Regions from separate parts of the Mus musculus genome. Here all the other regions are linked to region 1. Evidence: chromatin contacts called from public promoter capture Hi-C data. All regions are on one chromosome and are shown on one strand. The core of a region is the stretch at or near the end of the contact, and the rest is flanking DNA. Distances in the headings are between cores, read along the strand shown.

Region 1 (2,779 bases), core at 30-2,529:
TGTCGGGGCCCCTTGCTGGTCCAATAAAGCAGTCTCAGCCTGTTGAGCTAGAGTTTAAATACTTCTGTCTCATTTTTCGTACACATAGATTTCCCTTTTGAATATGCTCAGTTTATTCACACAAACACTCCCTATAATACCATGCTATTATAAAGATTAAGGGACTCCCAGCTCAGGGTTGGTTCATCAGCATATCGAAGCCTGCTTGGCTCATAGGAGCTGCCATGTGGTTGGCTCCATAACACATCTTGAAAACATTACATTATTTCAAATCACACAAAATGGTTTTACTTATATTCCAAACTGGGTTGTAAATCGAGATTTCATTCTTCTGTGTAGCAAAACAGTTTATGGCTTATCACACACACACACACACACACACACACACACACACGTGTATTCCAAGATATAATCATCAATATCTATTGAAGTCATAGTTTAAACTAACTTCACCTTGTAAGAACTTTTATTTCAGGTAATTGGCTTAATTCAGTGGCTAGATCGCCTCTTTGCAGCAGGAGCTAGTTAAAAGAACAAGGCATTTGGGAAGTTGAAGGAGCTATCAATCTCGTGGGCATTTCTACTTGAAATAGCCGGCTTCCACCCTAGAGAAAGACACGGTCTGTATTAAGACAGAGGCCAGTTAGTTTTCTAGAGGATTAGATATATTTTAAAGGGAGGAAAAAGCACTGTTTCGCTAAACTAAATGTTCAACGAAAGAAGTGACCAGAGACATTCTATTCTCAGCAAGAAGAGGTCTAGCTGGCTGGTGGCAGTAGGGAGGCGACTTCGTAAAGCTTTAGCAGTAGGTGGAAGCATGATCAACATTTACCGGGAACTGGAAGTGTCAGGCAGGATTTTCTAATGACCAGGTTTTAATTAAGATCATGAGTGGGATTTAAAGCGGAATGATTCAAGAAATACAAAGCTGCGCCAGCCTTCCCATCCCACCCCGGCCGTGCCCTACGCCAAGACTTGACCCACCGAGGCACCCCGGAAGGCTAGAAAAATCCTGCTTCCAGCAACCTGCTGACCAATGCCTAGCTGCGCAGCTGGAGCTTGTCCCAACTTTGTCAAATAGCTCTGCCCCCAACCACTGCGGTGTTCTGCGCAGGCGCGGCCTTGGATAGACGCTGGTGGTAAATCCGGGATCTGCTAGCTAGGGGCCCTGCTCAAACTCACGTAAGATCACGTAACCAACGGCCGGAACCGCCTTTGCAGCTGGAGGTGCGCGCGCAGCGCCTTCCTAGCCTACGGGGGGCGGAGCCCACTAGGGGGCGGGGCGCGCTCGTGGCGACCAATCCGCGGACCCTGCGGTCCGCTGTCCCTGCTGGCCTGGGCCAGGGTACGGGTCCGTGGAGGCACTGGCTAAGAGGTGAGCGTGCTGCCGACTGGTTCGTCTTCTAGGCTGTCCTCTGTCTTCTGTCCCTTGGAGCGGCGGGCTGTGGGGGATGTAGGCACAGGACGGGGAGTACGGGGGTGCGGCGGGACAGGCCGAAATGACCACGCAGGCTGGACTCTGGAGGCCGGAGGAAGGGCTGGACCTTGCCGCCAGAGTTCATTCTCCCTGCGGCTTTGGAAGATCATCGGTGGTCCGGGACTCGGGGTAGCCAAGGTGGGGTCAGAGGTGGTGCAGTCAGAGAGGCCACCGACACCGACCTTTATTCCCTGCCTGAGAGCCAGGATCCCTCTAGGGTGGGCAGGCTGCGGAGAACAGCGTCTCCTGGAGGCCTGGCCTGGGAGTCCCGACCCCGGGACTACTAGGCGACCTTGGTGAGGAGGCTAGGCCCACCCTGAGACGGCCGAATGCCAATGAGTTACAATGGAACACAGCTGTCACTAGACCTCAAATAGCCGCTCGCTATGACCGGTGTCTGCCCCCAGGGGAGGTAAACAGGGAAATCTGCTCAGGGCCTTCTTGGCTGATGGTGAAGTCGCTGCCAGATCTCCTGGAAGAACTTCGATTTCCCTTGAGGGACCAGGGCGAGGTGTTAGGAAATCAGGCTGGCCGTATGGGCATCGGGCCAAGAGGGGTCTTCAGCTTTAGTCTTCAGGCTGGGGCCGGGGATTCTGAAGAGCATTGGCCCTTGAGTACTTGCCTCTTGTCTCTCTCATACCAGTATTTCCTTTATTTAAGCTTCCTCTGTAGGTAGGTAGTGTTCCCTGTAGAGTCCCCTTTAGTCAACATGACATTCCACAGGTGCCAAATTTACAATTGCACTCTCTAGGAGTCTTTTCTGTGTTTGAGACTGGAGATTTTGGGTAGTGGTCTCTTGAATGAAATGGAGAGGCAATGGCAGATCCAGGTAGACATATGGAATCCAAGGTGATGTCTAGCGTCAGGTGAAGGAGATCTAGGAATGCTCTGGAGGGTGGAGACTTGGAGACCCATGTAAGCCTGGAAAAGGAAGTTAGATTCAGAGACAGAGGACTCTGAGAAGAGTGCACAAAGCAGAAGACAGGAAGTTGGGCTAGCATTTTGGAATCCAGGACAGGAATCTTGGGGGATATGTTAACTGCAGGGGAATAACCTTTCATTTGGTGAAGCTGGAGTTGAGGGGGTTGTTGACAAACTATAGTTGAACCAAGACGGGCATGAGGCTCCGGTTCAAGATGCCCATCAGCCAGCTAATCATACTGGCCTGTCACCCGTAAGATGAGATGTCCTTTACAGGTGTGTAGGAAGCCCACCATGAACCAGCAAAGGTCAGACAAGTTGGAAGTGTTTGCTATGTTGTGTTCCATAAAGGCTCAGAATGGCTGGGTCTTCAAGAGGAAG
Region 2 (2,988 bases), core at 243-2,742, 640 kb before region 1:
GAAACCCAACTGGGAGTGGGTTTCTTCCATTGCCGGGCATTTAAGGCAAAGACGGAGAACGAGGGTTTAAGAAATAATGAGCGGGACAGATAGACAGTAGTAAAGATAGTTTTTTTTTTTCCTTTTTCTTCCCCAACCTCCGCCTCCACAACCACCCCACCGGTGAGCAACGATTCCTGGGCTTTACTCTTACAAGTCAAATCGCCTATTGATGAGCCACCTCTCTGTCCCCAAAGAGGTCTTTTCTGAACCCTGTCCTCAGAACTTTAGGGTACTGTATTTTCAGCAGGCTACAGTGGAAACTAGTGAGGTGAGGTTGGCACCTTCCTGCAGGCAGCGGAAAGAAGCGCTTGAGCCTAGTCTATCTTCCAAAGTCCTGTTCTAGGACCCCTACACGCGCAAGTGCAACACACCGGATCACGCTCCTAAAACAAGGCGGTGCGACTGGCTTGTAATGGGACTGGGATGATAGACGACCCGCGGCACGCTTTGACTTTCTCTCCAGGACCCAGCTCGTGACCCCAGTGGCTCTCCACTGCGTAAACGCCAGTGCTTCTTGCGAACTAAAGTGACTCGGCTTTTAGGAAAGGCGCTTTCTCTTTCCCTGCAGGGGTTTGGAGGTGCCCTAGTCTGCCGGGATCTGGGAAACAGCATAGAACACACTCAGAGCTGTAAGCTCCCTGCACTCTGTGGCCTCCGCTCCTCCTCCTCCATATCCCCCCAGATTCACGCACAAACCGGCGGTCCCCGACCATAGATTGTGAGGCCAAGGGCGCGCTCACGCTCCCCCACCACACGCGCACCCCAGCTCTTATGAAACTAGCAGCTCCCTGTTCGAATCTCCAGTTGGAGTGACTGCAGTGTCTGGGTTTCTCATCGCCTCAGGAACCAAACTCCGAAACTGCGAGAGTTTTAAACTCCTAGACTCCTGGTTTTTCTAAGTGGCCGTGCAGTCACGAATCTCCCACCCCCTGCAAAAACACTATTCCCCAACCTCCTGGGTCTTCCTGAGCTGGGTGCACCTCCCAGTCCTCTCAGAGGCACACGAGCTAGCTCGACTGGGGGAGGGTAGGCGTGTGGACCCGAGTGGGGGGCGGACTCTGTGCGGGGAGCCCGGGCGTGGCCCCCGAGTGGGTGCTCTCCCTACCTGCGGTGGCCTGCGGGCAAGCGGGCGTCGGAGCGTCCTGCGCTCGGAGGGAGGCGGCGGACTGCTCCCAGCCGAGGCATCCCTGCATTTATTTGAGCTCAAACCGAGCGACTGTTGACTTTAGCACACAAAGCAAAGATTTCACTGCCCGCTAGTTTAAAAATGAATATTTTACCAAGATATCGATCAGCGTTATAAAATTCAGTTAAGTACAATGGGATCCTGGAAAAAAAAGAATAATAAAGGAGGGGGAGGCAATATAATATCTGTGCAAATTTGCTGAAGTGTGACGTGGCATGAAAAGTTTACCCTCCTGGAATTCGGATCTAGAATGTTTTTTTCGGTTGTTTACTGACTTTGTTTATTCACAGATCACGGTTGCTTAAACCCCAGCGCGAGGAAGGCGGCGGGCAACAGGAAGAAAAAGAGAAGGGGGAGAGCCGCTGCACCCAGCAATGCATCGAGTTGGGGTGGAGGGAGGGATCCCTGAGCTCCTAAACTTGGAACTGGGGGGGCCCGGGGGGGGGGGGAAAGCTGACGTGGTCTGTGAGGAAGACACCAGAAGGGCCGAAAAGTCTCAGAGGGCGCAGCTCCCCGACAACCTTTTTATGTATTCGTACAGAACTATATCTTATCGGCAGGGATCAGTGGAGGGGGCGCACTAAGTAGTTTAAAACGACCCTCGAACAATGGGCGAGCGATAAGAAACATAGCAGGTTAGGGCAGCGCTTTCAGTCTCCATTGTCCCCCCCACTCGGCCCCCAGCCCTGCCTCTCCGCTCCTTCGCCACAGGAGCCTTTTATGTGATAATGAAACACATTTCAGGCTGGGCTCGCGACGTGTGTGTCCTGGCCCAGCAAAGAGAAGGCCTGATTGCTGGCCGCGGCCTGCGAATCCCTCCTCCTTCAATTTCTCTTCCTTGTGTTCTGAGGAACAATGTGACTTGTTAAAATAGGATTTTGGGGGTGGGGGTTGGGGGAAGACGCGCACACACGCACACACACACACACACACACACACACACACACACACACACACACACACGAGCAAAGGAAGGCCAGGCCTGCGGAGGAGGGATGGAGATGAGCAGTGGCAGAAATGGATCAGAGAGGAGGTCAGGCTGAGGTTCTTGTGGGACATTCCAGGTTGCAATAATTAGGCATAGCAAGATGTCGGGGCTAAGCAGCAGTCCCTTAGTAGAAACACCTCTGATGCCTGCTTGGGTTTTTAACAGACATAACTCTTTTATGTTTCTTTCCATGGGAATGGCCTATGGAAAGTCAGACTGGGGGCGGGCGGGAGGGACAGCTTCAAGGGCAGGAGATGCAGGTCAGCGTGAGGAGGCTCCTTTTGCAAAACACGACCTCCTCTACAGTTACCCGTCAATTTGGAAAATCTGCAGAGTGGTGGAAATGATTGGTGAGGTTTTATTTGGGGTCTTTGTATTTTCCTGGAGGCTCACAAAATACCCATTCAGTCCCTGGGCCTCAAGTGTGGTTTGCCTATAGGAGCTTCCTAAGCTAACAAACAGCTTTGCCCTGGCTGGTAGAAGGGAGACACCATTCCTGAGACACTGGGATTTCACTACTTTGGGAGTCATTTGCTAAGCTGCTCAGGGCACCCTTCCATCCCTCCCTATCTCCCCACCCACAGAATAACTTCTTAATAAAAGATTTGGGGGTTACCCTTAACTATGCAATTATACCCAATTCCCAATGTTAAAATGTTTCCCCAGATTAGGTGGCTCATCGTTCCTAGCCTAGCAAGGTTTCCCAATACCTGGATAACACCTGTGAGACTGAGACAGGCTGCCCTCCCGGCACAACCTAGAGCCAGGTAGT
Region 3 (2,827 bases), core at 110-2,609, 870 kb before region 1:
GTTGTGTTCACTGCAAAATCCTCAGTCCTAGTTTTCTCATCTGATAGATGCAATAATGAGACTCTTTCATCTCAGAAGCTGTTTCTTTGATAAATATCAGAAAAGCTCCTGGCCTCTTGGAGGCATGAGCCCAAACCTCAGCTACATCTTATGATGGTTCATTCATTTCCAGACTTGCTTTCTCCTCAGTTACAGCGAGTGCTTCTGGTCCCTAGATCTGTTGGGAGGAGAGTAAAAGGAACACCAGGACATAGTCACCAGTATGAAGGGCTTGTGTTCATGGTTGTACAGCAGAATGGATGGTACCCACTCATGTTGGGTAGGATTCTGTCTCTTCCCACTTCTCTCTCCTGAATGGCAGAGGGAACCCTACTCCCTCACCTTCTCAGAGCAGCAGAAAATCTTCCTGTATCCTCTGAGTGAACTTAACACTATGTCCAAACATCATATAAGCAGTAACAAGAGGAAACCCCTCACACCCACTTTGGTACACCTTGGTGTTTGCCATTATTAGAACAGCAAACGGAGTGCTGTTGATTCACAGGCTTGTGGTTTACCAACCCCAGCAGCTCAGTTCCTCTTCCTACCCTGTGACTCATGAATACGCACCAAATCCTAAATAGTTTATTTACTGTTTGAATGCCTTTTTGCTTCTTGTCCTATTTCCCTCTGGACAGATAACCTAAGGTGCTTTCTTTACTCACAGAAGTAAATATGCAAACAAGAAATATTCTTTTAGGAATAAAGCAAGACAGAACACCAGAAATTTTGCAGACAAGGGAAGAAAAACGTCTACTACTGGGCTTCACTTAAAAAAAAAAAAAAAAAAAAAAACTCAGTTCTAATATCGAACCCAGCACAATGCTCATTCACAGAATATTTTTGCATCAGGTGAAATTATATAGAAACCTTACTTAGAAGAACCCTGAAGTATGGTGATGTTCAGGACAAAGGACTTGGTCCGCCAGAAGGTGATCATGAGTCCTGGCTTCCTTTGGGGGAATGGAAGGGATTGCTTGGTAACCCATCCTACTTCACAGGCCCTCTATGGTGTGGCCATGTGAGCTGTGTCCCGGGCTAGGACCATTGAGGAGCTGAAGAGCTTGGTAGAAAAACCTAACTGTAGACTACCAAATCTGTACTTCAGGAGAGTGCAGGTGAGCCGTGTGCATGTTCCAATTAGTGACCTTGGCAAATGCTGCCAGAATTTTGCTGGCCACATATTCCAAAGGTTAGTCTATGTTTCACTGAAATTTACAGAGTAACTTTTCCAAAGTTTTTTATCTAGATAATGGCAGAGGTGAGTGCTTCTTGGAGCACAGTGTTTGCTGTCATTGTCCCCGAGCCTCCCACATGGACAGCACTGTTGCAAACTTCCTAGTCTGTCCTCCAGCAAGAGCTTCCCTATGGTGCTTCCTTGGTTCAAGTGAGAACTTGTATCTTTAGATGATTACAAACCACTCTCTCCCTCTGCGAAAACATCCAGTCCCTTGCCCTAAGAAGAGTTTAGGACACCAGGACAGCCCATATCTGAATTCTGTGCAGATTTTTTTTTCTTTCTGAACATCTCCGGTCAAGTTCAGAATCTCTACTTTTCAGAACCATTCCCCCTAAAGTGGTCCAGGGTTTGTCCCTCTGCTGCTAGGGCCACTTGATGCCATGTCGTGGGTGAGCAGTAGATTTCACATTTTTCTAATGCACTAGTGTGTGACTAGAATTATAATTATCCTCTCGTTTCCAGGTGGTTCATTGGCAAACTGGCAGGCTGGATGCTGGCGCTGTTTCTTTGTATTCTCTCACATGTTATACACGTGAGAGACAGAGCTATAGAGAAGGCTTTGAGTCTCAACCAACAGCAACAATAAATCTTCTTGTAATAACACTCTGTACCTGTGTGTTGGTTAGTTTTATGTCAGCTTAAAACATGCTAGAGTCATTTGAGAAGAGGAAACTTAAGTTGAGAAAATGTCCTTACTAGAATACCCTATCAACAAACTGGGGTTCATTTACTTGATTGATGGTTAATGTGGGAGGGCCCAGCTCACTGGGCACTACGCCACCTCCGGGCTGGTTATCCTGGGTTCTATAAGAAAGCAGGCCTTGCAAGCCATGAAGAGCAAGCCAGTAAGCACTATTCATTCTTGGCTTCTGCTTTATGTCCCGCCTCTGAGCTCCTACCTCAAGTTCCTGCTATGACTTCTCTGGATAAAGTACTACAAGCTGTAAAATGAAATTTTATCCTTTCCTCTCCAAATTGCCTTTGGTAATGGTGTTTTATCACAATAGTAGAAACCTAAGTCAAACAGCCACAACAGGAGACATATAGACCATAGACACTGACGCTTGACAAGAAGTGCAGTCCAGAAGATTAGCCATAAGGTGCAAATGTAAGCACATCACTTAAACTTGTGTAATTTTCTTGGTAGTGCTTCTGTTTCTAACAACTGATCTCAATGGCCTCTGGGCAGTCAAGTTAAAGATTATCCTCGGTAATTTAATAAATCTATTATAACCACCTAGTGGGTGTTTTCTATGACTGTGTTATTGATTCCATTGTGTAGAAGAAACAGGGAAGGCTCTGACAGGTTAAGTCACTACCTAGGCCTAATACACCACACAGTAGCTTCAAATTCTTCTACATCACTGTAAAATTTGTGTTGTCAGTCATGATGCTGAGCTCTTGTGAAGAGGCAGTAAGAGAACAGGGAAAGATGCAAAATAATTTTTTTACAATATTTCCACTAGTCTAGCTAACAGAGTTATTATTACTCTCTGGAGATACAACACAAATCAAAAGGCAATTGAAATAGAGCCTAACCTGACTTAA
Region 4 (2,798 bases), core at 88-2,587, 740 kb before region 1:
CATTCTGTCTACTTCCCTGTTCCTCTCTTTCCCTCCTATCCTCTCCATTTTCTTCTGTTGCCTCTTCTAGATTATTTCCTAACCTTTCTCCCTTTTCCCTTTCTCCCGCTCTCTTCCCATCCCTATTCCCCATTTTTCTGGTGCTTCCTAAATTAATATTCTAAATAAACTTATTCCCCTATACCTTTGTTACTTCCTTTCTTTCTTCTTCCCTTTTCTCCTCCTCTTCCTCTTCCTCCTCCTGCCCCTCCTCCTCCTGCCCCTCCTCCTCCTGCCCCTCCTCCTCCTGCCCCTCCTCCTCCTGCCCCTCCTCCTCCTCCTCCTCCTCCTCCTCCTCCTCCTCCCCCTCCTCCTCCTCCCCCTCCTCCTCCCCCTCCTCCTCCTCCCCCTCCTCCTCCTCCTCCTCCTCCTCCTCCTCCTCCTCCTTGTGTCCTGGGTGCTGGGATTGTGTGCCACCATGCCCAGCCTATATATTTGTTTCTTGATGTTCTTTAGGGAACATTGGTCCAGGGCACTGACCAATGCATTGACTGAAATGCATCCTTCAAGGACTCAATGCAGAACTTACCTCTTTCCAGAATCCTTCCTTGCTCTCCTCCCTGACACTTAAGGTTGGGACAGGAGTGTGCCCCATGGACTCCCTGCACAAATTTCTCAATCCTGTTTCTTAGCAAATAGATGGTCTCTAGCAAAACCACCCCCATTCTCATAGTTCACGTTCCAAAGGTAACTCCAGCTCCAAGCTGCCCTGGCTTCACCTCTCGTGGAAGTTCTCCTAGGAAACACTTATCGATCAGTGCTCGCTGGGACACTGGTATTGACAATTTGCCTTTTCTCAGAAACACACAGCAAAAACACCCTTTCAGATGTAGGTTGAAACAACTTCCATTGCTCAACATTAGCTTTTTTTCCTGGAAACAGCTGATAGGAAAGGGATGTTAACTACTGATAAATTATTTCCCAAGCCACTTTGAACATATGGACCCAAGTGCACAGAGAACATGAACTCTAAACTTTGAGGGTAGAGTCAGCTATTTCAGCAGTTTCCTGCATAGGAAGACGGGAAGCTATTTCTTCTTTACCCTAGGGAGTTGTGCCTCCAAAGTAGCTTTCTCAAAGTAATGTCCCCAAGCACGACAGCTTAAGTTGTTTCTCTAATTCAGACAAAAGTACAAGAAAAGATCTTCATGGGTCTGAACTTAAAATGATTGTGCCTTACAAATGACATTGGCTTGACTCTTTGGCCTGAATCCAAAGTAAATGGACACCTGTTCATCACATTTCCAAGTGAATGTGCCTCTCCCAAGGCTGCAAGAGTTGGGAGGCAGCAGACAGCTGATAGGTCAGGGCAGGATTCCTCAGTTGTTTTCAGATGACTTGTCTACCAGTTCCTCTTCAGGTAAGTTACAGGCACCGTCCCTGGAGACCTGGAGACTGAAGGCATATGAACAGAGATTAGTTTTCTAGAAACAAACCACAAGGAGAATAAAGTCCACAATGAAAACTGAGGTAGAGCCTGTGGAGTCTTTAGAAGAAGAAAGATGGCCTCAGAACTATTGAAAAAGCACTGTGAGGCCTTAGCTGAGTGTGTGTGCAGCTGATAAACCCAACAAGCCCTTTACCCACGCTTTCCTGTAAGAAGCAACTGTACTGAACTAACTTCCCAGGGACTTGGATAGATGGGATCAATTCAGCAGGACCCTCTGTACTGAGACTCAAGGTTTTGGGTTTTCTGTGACACATGGCAGAAAATGTCAATGTTTAGAGGTGGGGCAGGTACGTTGTTAATAGATTTCTCTTCCTACAGCTTCATGTTACTAGCTTGGACTAACTAAACTCTGATCCCTAATAAAGATGCACATTTATAGTCATACAGGCTGGAAACAATAGTCCAGCAACAAAAAGGTGGGTAAATAGCAGAAGAATGAAAATATCACCTGTCCAACCCACATTGTGTTGCTCTCGGAAAGCAGCTGCCTCACACAGAGAGCACATATGAAAGATGAGCATGTTTACTAGAATAGTGTATTCACCTGTAACGTCTTTGGGACACCACTCATGCTCCCCTGAATCCCTCACTCATATGAGGAGACCATGCCTTTCCCTGTCTCCACTATGCATCAAGATCTTCTGCCCAAACGAGAACCTGGCTCAATGTTGAGTTCTGAAGGCTTTGCCCTGACATTGTATACACTGCTAGGAGAGTGGGGCGACCCAGGCCAAAGAAGCGTTGGCTCTGTCCATCTGTCTCCACATCTCACTTCAGGCAATAAAGCATCTGACAGAAGTTAAGTCTGATGTCACTTGGTCTGCCTTTGATTCAGGCAGAGGGAGAGGGAGAAACTAAGCAAAGCCTCAGAGGACCATCTTTGTGTTAAATGATAAGCATCCAGTTTCAGTATCCTCCATCTCTTACAGACACTTAGTGAATTCGTAGAGGAGGGAGGTATAGACCTAGGAGGATTCTGAAAATATGGGGTGAGAGTTAAGGGAAGGATGGACTGTGCTCACTGAGACCCGGTTAAGACATTCGGGGTTTGTTTTGATTTTTGTCTTCTTTGAGATAGTGCTCCCCTATGCAGCCCATCACGGCCTCAAACTTAATGTACAACCTAGTATTACACTCATGTACTCCTTTCTGAGCCTCCTGAACACTGGCATTACAGGCATGCGCCTATCTATCAATCTATCTATCTATCACATGCAGCCATTACAGGCATTCTAATACAGGAAAGATGGCTTACCTTTGCTTTCAAAATAATTAGAATAAAACAGACCTCTTCATTTAATAAATCAAT

The links. Promoter capture Hi-C pulls out the DNA fragments that hold promoters and counts their contacts.
Region 2: a contact with region 1 is called in a promoter capture Hi-C map of liver, with 4 times the contacts expected there. The contact joins the promoter of 9030622O22Rik here to the promoter of Gzf1 in region 1. A contact is called at or near these places in 17 of 39 promoter capture datasets (the 3T3-L1 cell line, the C10 cell line, the HPC-7 cell line and 11 more), 8 of 484 Hi-C or Micro-C datasets (LSK cells, embryonic stem cells, hematopoietic stem and progenitor cells and 1 more), 16 of 115 datasets of contacts at active chromatin or transcription factors (the NIH/3T3 cell line, astrocytes, embryonic forebrain and 9 more) and 2 of 9 other capture datasets (adipose tissue and embryonic stem cells).
Region 3: a promoter capture Hi-C map of liver shows a contact between it and region 1, with 3 times the contacts expected there. The contact joins the enhancer-like site here to the promoter of Gzf1 in region 1. A contact is called at or near these places in 13 of 39 promoter capture datasets (the 3T3-L1 cell line, 3T3-L1-derived adipocytes, the C10 cell line and 8 more), 4 of 484 Hi-C or Micro-C datasets (cortical neurons, embryonic fibroblasts, liver and 1 more), 18 of 115 datasets of contacts at active chromatin or transcription factors (the NIH/3T3 cell line, astrocytes, craniofacial prominence and 14 more) and 1 of 9 other capture datasets (adipose tissue).
Region 4: a contact with region 1 is called in a promoter capture Hi-C map of liver, with 3 times the contacts expected there. The contact joins the enhancer-like site here to the promoter of Gzf1 in region 1. A contact is called at or near these places in 5 of 39 promoter capture datasets (the 3T3-L1 cell line, the C10 cell line, hippocampal neurons and 1 more), 1 of 484 Hi-C or Micro-C datasets (liver) and 2 of 115 datasets of contacts at active chromatin or transcription factors (the NIH/3T3 cell line and stem cell-derived neural progenitor cells).

The regions. Positions count from the first base shown.
Region 1 is chr2:148,679,841-148,682,619 of GRCm38.p6, forward strand. Gzf1 (GDNF-inducible zinc finger protein 1) reads left to right here and starts at 1,280. Exons shown (of 6, transcript NM_028986.3): 1 at 1,280-1,375. Gm46771 (a long non-coding RNA gene) reads right to left here and starts at 1,104. Exons shown (of 2, transcript XR_001783505.2): 1 at 985-1,104; 2 at 438-605.
Region 2 is chr2:148,038,994-148,041,981 of GRCm38.p6, forward strand. It overlaps 9030622O22Rik (a long non-coding RNA gene), which reads right to left and starts at 1,493. Exons shown (of 13, transcript XR_866820.3): 1 at 1,148-1,493.
Region 3 is chr2:147,813,167-147,815,993 of GRCm38.p6, forward strand. No RefSeq gene overlaps it. Among named protein-coding and RNA genes, the nearest start is that of Gm25516, 60 kb to the right of the region's middle. Within about 2 kb of position 1,360, at least 14 of the 459 cell types and tissues checked have an H3K27ac peak or open chromatin away from gene starts, as enhancers often do. A contact at or near this core is called in liver, where this site is marked.
Region 4 is chr2:147,943,599-147,946,396 of GRCm38.p6, forward strand. 9030622O22Rik (a long non-coding RNA gene) reads right to left here. Exons shown (of 13, transcript XR_866820.3): 13 at 861-1,434. Among named protein-coding and RNA genes, the nearest start is that of Gm35579, 44 kb to the left of the region's middle. Within about 2 kb of position 1,338, at least 4 of the 459 cell types and tissues checked have an H3K27ac peak or open chromatin away from gene starts, as enhancers often do. A contact at or near this core is called in liver, where this site is marked.